2 separate regions of the Mus musculus genome follow, and region 1 is linked to region 2. The links are chromatin contacts, called in public Hi-C maps. All regions are on one chromosome and are shown on one strand. The core of a region is the stretch at or near the end of the contact, and the rest is flanking DNA. Distances in the headings are between cores, read along the strand shown.

The links. A called contact is a pair of places that touch in the nucleus more often than the background predicts.
Region 1: a Hi-C map of the G1E-ER4 cell line shows a contact between it and region 2, with 2.2 times the contacts expected there. The contact joins two enhancer-like sites. A contact is called at or near these places in 2 of 15 datasets of contacts at CTCF or cohesin (large pre-B cells and pro-B cells), 14 of 484 Hi-C or Micro-C datasets (the AtT-20 cell line, B cells, the Ba/F3 cell line and 7 more), 3 of 115 datasets of contacts at active chromatin or transcription factors (all in embryonic stem cells) and 1 of 9 other capture datasets (embryonic stem cells).

Annotation. Positions count from the first base shown.
Region 1 is chr16:45,037,466-45,040,987 of GRCm38.p6, reverse strand. It overlaps a transcript of Cd200r3 not described here. Among named protein-coding and RNA genes, the nearest start is that of Ccdc80, 55 kb to the left of the region's middle. Within about 2 kb of position 2,102, at least 106 of the 459 cell types and tissues checked have an H3K27ac peak or open chromatin away from gene starts, as enhancers often do. A contact at or near this core is called in the Ba/F3 cell line and the G1E-ER4 cell line, where this site is marked.
Region 2 is chr16:44,482,442-44,486,543 of GRCm38.p6, reverse strand. It overlaps Boc (biregional cell adhesion molecule-related/down-regulated by oncogenes (Cdon) binding protein), which reads left to right. Exons shown (of 19, transcript NM_172506.2): 19 at 745-1,499. The coding sequence ends at 932. It also overlaps a transcript of Cfap44 not described here. Among named protein-coding and RNA genes, the nearest start is that of Gm30064, 46 kb to the left of the region's middle. Within about 2 kb of position 1,758, at least 19 of the 459 cell types and tissues checked have an H3K27ac peak or open chromatin away from gene starts, as enhancers often do. A contact at or near this core is called in the Ba/F3 cell line and the G1E-ER4 cell line, where this site is marked.

The DNA.
Region 1 (3,522 bases), core at 853-3,352, 550 kb before region 2:
ACTTCCTTACAAACAATCTCTCACATGGGCTAAAATCGATATACTATATACCAATTGAGCAGGTACTGTGTATCAGGAATATCTCTGAGCACTTAAGACACAATGAACAAACCAAAACTCTGCCCAGCTTGATGGCATTTGTGTTATAAAACCACACTGTTCAGTGAAACAGCAACGCGCAGCTTTTTAAATAAGTCAGAAATAAAATCTAAGCTTTAGTCTCATTGAATTATCCATACTTTAGTTCCTCAATAGCTGCATATTATAAGGTAGACAAGAACGAAAGGCAGACAAGGACAGTAAGCAACTGGACCATGCTCAGGACCGTATTCAGAGACAGACCTGAAGAGAAGGGTCTCTGGTCTGAGAAGCTGATCCCAATGTCAGACTGTAGAACAGAGTAGAAACAGGGCCATGGTGTGTGTACAGCATGAAGCAGAACATCCACTATGTTGTAGACATCAAGTAATGATATCGATAGTACACGCCTTTAATCCCAGCACTCGGGAGGCAGAGGCAGGCAGATTTTTTAGTTTGAGGCCAGCCTGGTCTACAAAGTGAGTTCCAGGACAACCAGAGATAAACAGAGAAACCCTGTCTCGACACCCCCCCCCAAAAAAAAAGAAAAGAAAAAAAAGAAACAAGGCCAAAGGAGGCTGGTATGAAGGGTATTGAAATGTTTTCTTTTTCAGACCACAGGCAGTCATTGCTAAAGGTTTCCAGTGAGTAATAAATCAAAGAATGTTAGGTGATCCATAGACCTCTTTTGGCTGGGTGTTATTGGGGCAAGGAGTGAATCGATCAATAGGGCAGAGAAGGCAAGAATGGAGAGAAAATAATTCTAAATTATTTAAATTCTAGAAAACAAATTTCTATCATTTGGGGTACTACTAAAGTGGAGAAACTTTACCAAATGCTGGGGCCATATTTGAGACATGTACTATTACACTGAACAGTATAGGCATAGACCTTGTTCTGTGAATACAGAAAGTTCTGGTCAATAGAACTGTCAAGAAATGGCTTATAATCCACAGAAGTCTTTGCTTTTAGTTTCTCACTTTGCTTAAAACTCTGAGCCTCTCAAGTAAATTGTTCTTGGAAAATGGCAGCACCACAAACCATTATTCTCTTTCTTTCTTTCTTTCTTTCTTTCTTTCTTTCTTTCTTTCTTTCTTTCTTTCTTTCTTTCTTTCTTTCTTTCTTTCTTTCTTTCTTTCTCCCTTCCCTTTCCCTTCTTCCCTTTCCCTTCCTCCCTTCCCTTCCCTTCCCTTCCCTTCCCTTCCCCTCCCCTCCCCTCCCCTCCCCTCCCCCTCCCTCCCTCCCTCCCTCCCTCCCTCCCTCCCTCCCTCCCTCCCTCCCTCCCTTCCTTCCTTCCTTCCTTCCTTCCTTCCTTCCTTCCTTCCTTCCTTCCTTCCTTCCTTCTTTCCTTTTCCTGAAACAGGATCTCTTTATATAGCCCTGACTGTCCTGAAGCTCACTATGTAGACCAGTGAATGCATAGTGTTTTCTGCCCCACAACTGTAATAAAATGATAGAAAAGGCATTGGTTTGGGAGTTAAAATGTACTCAAATCTCTACCTTACACTGAAGTAGCTGAGAAAATTCAGCCAGGATAGTAACAGTACTTCAGAGGGATCTCTTGAGCTGGTGTTTGTAATATAGCTAATTCCATGGCTTGAACACAGACCTCAGTGTTCATCATGTGGTTTTCAGTTCACTGTAAAAATGAATGGCCGAACAAAGACATTTTGTGGCTAAATAACTATGCAGTCAGATCAGTGTCGTTCTAAGTTTTATATGTATGCAAATTCATTCAACACTCTCAGAACCCAGAGGTAGGAAAAGTAATATTTTCATTAGTAGAAGAGGAAAATGAGATTGATTAAGTAATTTACCCAAGAACTGAGTTTCTATTTGTGATTATTAATTTCTTAATGGCTTTGTAAATAGCTCTCAAATTTCAATAACTTAACACAGAAAAAATAAATCTCTTTTTTAAAAGACATAGGCCAGCCTCTGTTCGGTAAAAACCACTGTGCAGAGGTTGAGAGTTCCAGGAACCTTCCACATAGTGACTCAGCCAACTTTGGGTTCTCAGAATTCTCTTGTGGATGTTTTGTGTTCAGGCAGCAGACAGAGGAAGCGTTCAAAGCAGCATTTCTCAACTTCAGTATTTGCTATGACTAATTTTATATGTCAACTTGACTGGGTTAAAGGATTCTCAAATAGCTTGTTAAACAGTATTTCTGGGTGTGTCTATGAGGATGTTTCTGGGAAAGATTAACATTTGAATTGGTAGGCCCAAGAAAGGAGATCCACCCTCATCAGTGTGGGTGGTCATCATACAACTGTTGAGGCCCCAAATAAGACAACCTGGTGAAGATGTAAATTCATTCCCTCCCTCCCTTTCTCCCTCCACTATTTCTTTTTCTACTTTTCCTCTTTCTCCCCCTTCCCTCCATGAGTCGAGTCACCCACCTCCTACTGTCTGCTTTCTCAGGGCTTCCTCATTCTCAGGGTTACAGCAGCTCTTCTGGTTCTTGAGTATTCAGAGCTGGCCTGAATCATGTCCAGAATTGTTGAGTCCCCATATAACAAATAGTATTTGTGAGACTTCTCAGTCTGGAACCATGTGAGCCAATCCCACCCAGTTGAATCTCCTCTTTGACGCATCTATCCATACATAGCCTATGGAAACTATTTCTATGGAGAAACTAGCACCTATATTTTGGGCTGAATCATTCTTTATTTACACTATGGAATATTTAGCAGTAAGCCTGGTCTGCAAATCCCACTAGTGACAATCATGATTTCTTGGGGATGCGAATGGGGATAAGGATGGGGAAGATATAAAAACTGTCCTGTATCTAAGAATGTTAGTTGAAATGAAGATGTCCTGGGTCATAAAGTCTAGTATAAAGAGAGATGTCTTTAACCCAATGCTATTGGCCAGAACTCAATGAAGTAGTCACATTTAACTGCGAAGAAGTTGGAAAATCCAATCCAGAGATGTGTCCAGGAAGAAAACGAGGTGTAAGAACATTATATTAGCAATGTGGAATCTAAATGGTATACACATTCTCACCCTCCTACACACATATAAAAGCCACACTGAAAACTTCAGAAAATTTATTAGACATATGCAGGGTAATCTGCACACTGTTAGAGACAGAAACATGGCACTGTGACATTTTCCCACAGCTAACCTATGCAGGCTTCCTAATGTAACAAGTTAATGCAATAAACTGTTAGATGCCACGGTCCCAGGCAAATTGGCTTGCTAAGAACCAGAAGCATTCATTCACCACATTGCAGTGACCCATGAGAATGCTGACCACGTGCAGGGCGGGTGCAAACTTGGGGTGGTGAGAGTTTCCCTGGGGCTCTTCAGCCCCAAACACATTCCAAAAAATATGAGCATTTATGATAGGTGTGGCCAGGAGTGCAAAGGAGACCAAAATGCCCTTTAGAAGAAGTATCAAATCTGAAGACACATGTCTGCATTAAGAGAGATTCACACCA
Region 2 (4,102 bases), core at 509-3,008:
TGGTCTGACTCCAACACTCTAACTGTGGTCCTCAAAGGCTGAAGAGAAAGCGCATCCTCTATTCCAACGGAAGAAGCCTATTTGCTCTCTGTTTTTGAGATTCAGGGCTATTCGCAGAGTCTCTCTGCCCCTCATCACATGGGGGCCTCTCTGATCCTCTGTTCTGTCAGGTCTTAATTAGGGATTGGTTCTTATCAGTCACCAGGAAGCCATGCATGTGCACACGTCACCATAGTAACTGTCTACGCCCACAAAACTTGTTCATGGCCGGGGGGGGGGGGGGGTGCTACCCCTGCCCATAGCTCCCTCTCTACCTACGTCTAGCAAATCCACCAGGACTTAGTTGGGGCACTTGGTACTTCAGAGGATGAGTTGGCGTTTCTTAGCTTCCCCGGGGGTGCATGCTCCTGCCATGAGGACCCTAGACCCTGTCTCTAGGACATGAAATTCTAAAAGACCATCAGCTCCAAAGCCAGGCCAGTCGTCATGAAAACAAGGTTTGGTTGGATCGTGAGGTAGAACACAGCCTGGCTAGAGAGAGCCGGGCATCCCTTTGTGTTTTGTGTGTACGTAGCTGATGGCTACAAGTCGAGTGCTTTGAAGTCTAATGCCTTTGGTCCCAACATAGATGAATTGTAAGGGTCCTCCCCTTCCAGGGCCAGTGTGACCAGCTATAGGTAGAGAGTAGCGCAGGACTGCATAGTGAGTCTAGATTTTAATGTCGCCTACGTTTTCCCCTCACAGGGCCCCAGTGCTGTTTAGGTCTTGTACCAGTTGAAGAAGTAGACAGTTCTGACTCCTGCCAAGTGGGTGGAGGAGACTGGAGTTCCCAGCATCCATCAGGGACCTACACAGGACAGGAACGTGGGATGCGGTTCTCGCCTAGCCCATCAGTTCATGTGTCCTTTGAAACACCACCTCCCACAATTTAGGCCGAAGCTAATATCCCAGAAAGACTATATATTGTTTGTTTGTTTGTTTGTTGACAGAGAAAAATTGGTATTTATTTTTCTATTATAGCCATATTTATATATTTATGCACTTGTAAATAAATGTATATGTGTTTCTATAATTCTGGAGAGATATGGAATCCTCCCCTTTCTGGCACAAGACAGAAAGCAAGCAGCTGAGTAACTGGAGACCAGTGGAAATGAGTATCATAGATGGTCAGGCTGCAGATGGATCCCAGAACCTGCAGCTACCACGGACACCAGGAGGCCCTCGGGCCACTTGGTGGAAGGACCCTAAGCACACTGTTCATGAAGAACACAGGGATAAAGCAAAGGCCATCATGCCGCAGACTGGAGCCACCTGGAAGCCACTCCAATTTGGTGGCACAGGACAGGTTTCCAAGATGTCACGAGAAAAGCCCCAGATGTGTACAGCACTCTAAGCATTAACAGTCTCCCAGAATCAATAATCGGTGGCAACATATCTCTGTAAAAACAAACACTGTAACTTCTAAATAAATGTTTAGTCTTCCTTGTAACCTTCATCTTAGTCACGAGTGAGTCAGCGTTTTCTTTAGACGTCCGGCGTCCCGTCTTTGAGTGGCTGCAGTAAAGCCCTGCTCGAGATGATTTCCAACCCATCAGAGATAAAATCTGGGAACAGTCGCAAATATTTTTCATATTTTTTTGTCTCTTTAAACAATGAATGCTGAATTTGGATTCATGTAACATGACACTACAAACTGCTTACTCCAAGAAGGAATACACAGACAGGAAGCAAATTCACTGTTCTCTTGCCGGACTGGAGGTGAGCATCTGCCATATTGAAGGAATGAAGTGAATTCTTCTTGTGTAGGGATGTGTGTGTGTGTGTGTGTGTGTGTTTTAAAAGACCAACTATTGCTTCCAAAACACCATTTAGCTTAGTACTATGCCACCCGTTAACACGTGGTCCCTAGTAGGTTCCTTTCATTCTAAAGTTACCATTGCTGGAGGAGTTGACTCATTTCAAGCCAACATTTATTTAATGTTGTTCCACAAAAAGATCATTCATAGGGGTAAGTGTGTGAGCGTGCATTCGTGCGTGTGTGCGTGCGAACTTAAAACTTTTATGTGTGGCACAAGACTTAATAAGAAACTGAACATTTTAATGCAAGTCTTCACACATTTTGAGTATTCATTGTGCGGGGAGGGATTGTATATTTCAGGAAAATGAGGAGTTGGAATTCAGCCTGACACATTTAATCTTATTAAGAGTTGTATCAGACTGCTTTTCCAAGAATTTGCTAAGCAGGATCTAAGGTAGACTGGGATAAGGCCGCCATCTGCTGGTGGAAAGGAGTACTGCACCTAGCCATCGGTAGCCTTGCATCCGTTTTTCTACAAAGACGGCTAATCTGAATAAGAACTGTCCTCAAAATGCAGCATGATTTTCAGGAAGGTAGTGGCTTTTAACGTGTTTATAGAAATAAGTGTAAGGAACATGGAAATTATAAGAGCGTGAGGTCTAATCCTGCAAGGGAAGAAGTAAGATATGTGATTTCAAACACATACTGAAGCCTTTAGCGGTCACTTCCAGGAGAGGAATGGGCAGAGCTAATGCTTGCAGTCTTTGCTAATGCAGCTCAAATCTGAGCTGTAGTTAACTTGACAGGCTGTTGGAAGCTTGTTTTATTTTTGTAAAACCTAATTTTGCCTTCTACCTCTCCGTGACCTAAAGTAAATGTCAAAATGGGTTTTGGTGTGCGCCACTAAAAGCAACGTATAGACACCCTGCTTACTGTACTCTTTCAGGATGGTCAGACGCTGAAGGGAGTTGTCCAGGCTCCCTAGGATCCTGTTTCCCAAGTCTGCTACCAGATCCTGAGACCCACAGACCTCTAACCTCTAGCTCAATAACTTGTTTTTAAAGCTAAGTTTTGAGGCAACTTTTTTACGCATGAATGAATGAGCAATGAAGGCTATGATTAGCACCTGTTTGCCTTCATCAATGAAAGGCATAGCTGAGTGGAGAGACGGAGTTACTTCAATCTACTTCATACCGTATGAGGCAACGACTGATTGCTTTTTTGTTTGTTTGTTTGTTTGTTTGTTGCAACAGGGTTTCTCTGTATAGCTCTGGCTGTCCTGGAACTCACTTTGTAGACCAGGCTGGCCTCGAATGCCTCTGCCTCCCAAGTGCTGGGATTAAAGGCGTGCGCCACCACGCCCAGCGACTGATTGCTTTTTAGGTGGCCTTGCCCTTAATCTGCCTCCCTTTACATGAGCAATACAAAAATCCAGAGGCAGACTCTTCATGCTGTGTTGGTATGCACAAACACTACTACCATGTCCAACATGAACCATGGGTTAGGCTTAGGATATTCTTTCAAGGAAAACCGTACTACCTACCAACTCACCAAAGTAGACAGGGAACATGCAGATACATGAATGTGTTAGAATTATATCAGAAAAAACCCAAACAGGCCCAAGAACATACCTAATACACTTCGACCTTCATCTGGACACCATAAAAAGAAGAGTATCTAACACTGTGAGAGAACAGCCTTTAGCCAGTCATCTGACCCCCAGAAAATGTGCCAGGGATTGCTGACACACAAAGCATTCTAGAGGCTTCTACTATGATGCTGCCATTGGTCCATCTGGACCCAGCCCTGAGCCTTGCATCAAAAAAAGTCCAGCATTTCTGCTGCTAGTGTCAAACCTGAGCATTGCTTCCAGATAGCTAACTGGGCTCGATCATGTGGCTTGGATCATCTGGGCTTGGCTTCCAACTGGCCTCAATAGCGCCTAACCGTTTTAAAGGACTGCATTCATATCAGCGCCCTTGCTGCCTCTGGTTGAGGCCTCTCTAGGCTCTGTGGCCTCTAGCATCTTTGTATCCATTTGCAGATACGTGTGCTCACAAAGATGACATTTTACTGTGTGAAATGTAACCTGTGATCTGAGCTCTACTATTAGTGATCAAGAGTGTAGTCAAAGGCTACAAATACCAATAGCCAGCTGTGGGGGGAAATGAGGCTACTCCATAAATCACAGCCAATAAACCTGATGTGCCTTGTTCAATACACTCTGACACTCTGTGTGGAAGGGCGCAGACCTGTCTGTACATCGCTGGCGATTGTGTTCTCAGATGTGCAGTACAGAAACTC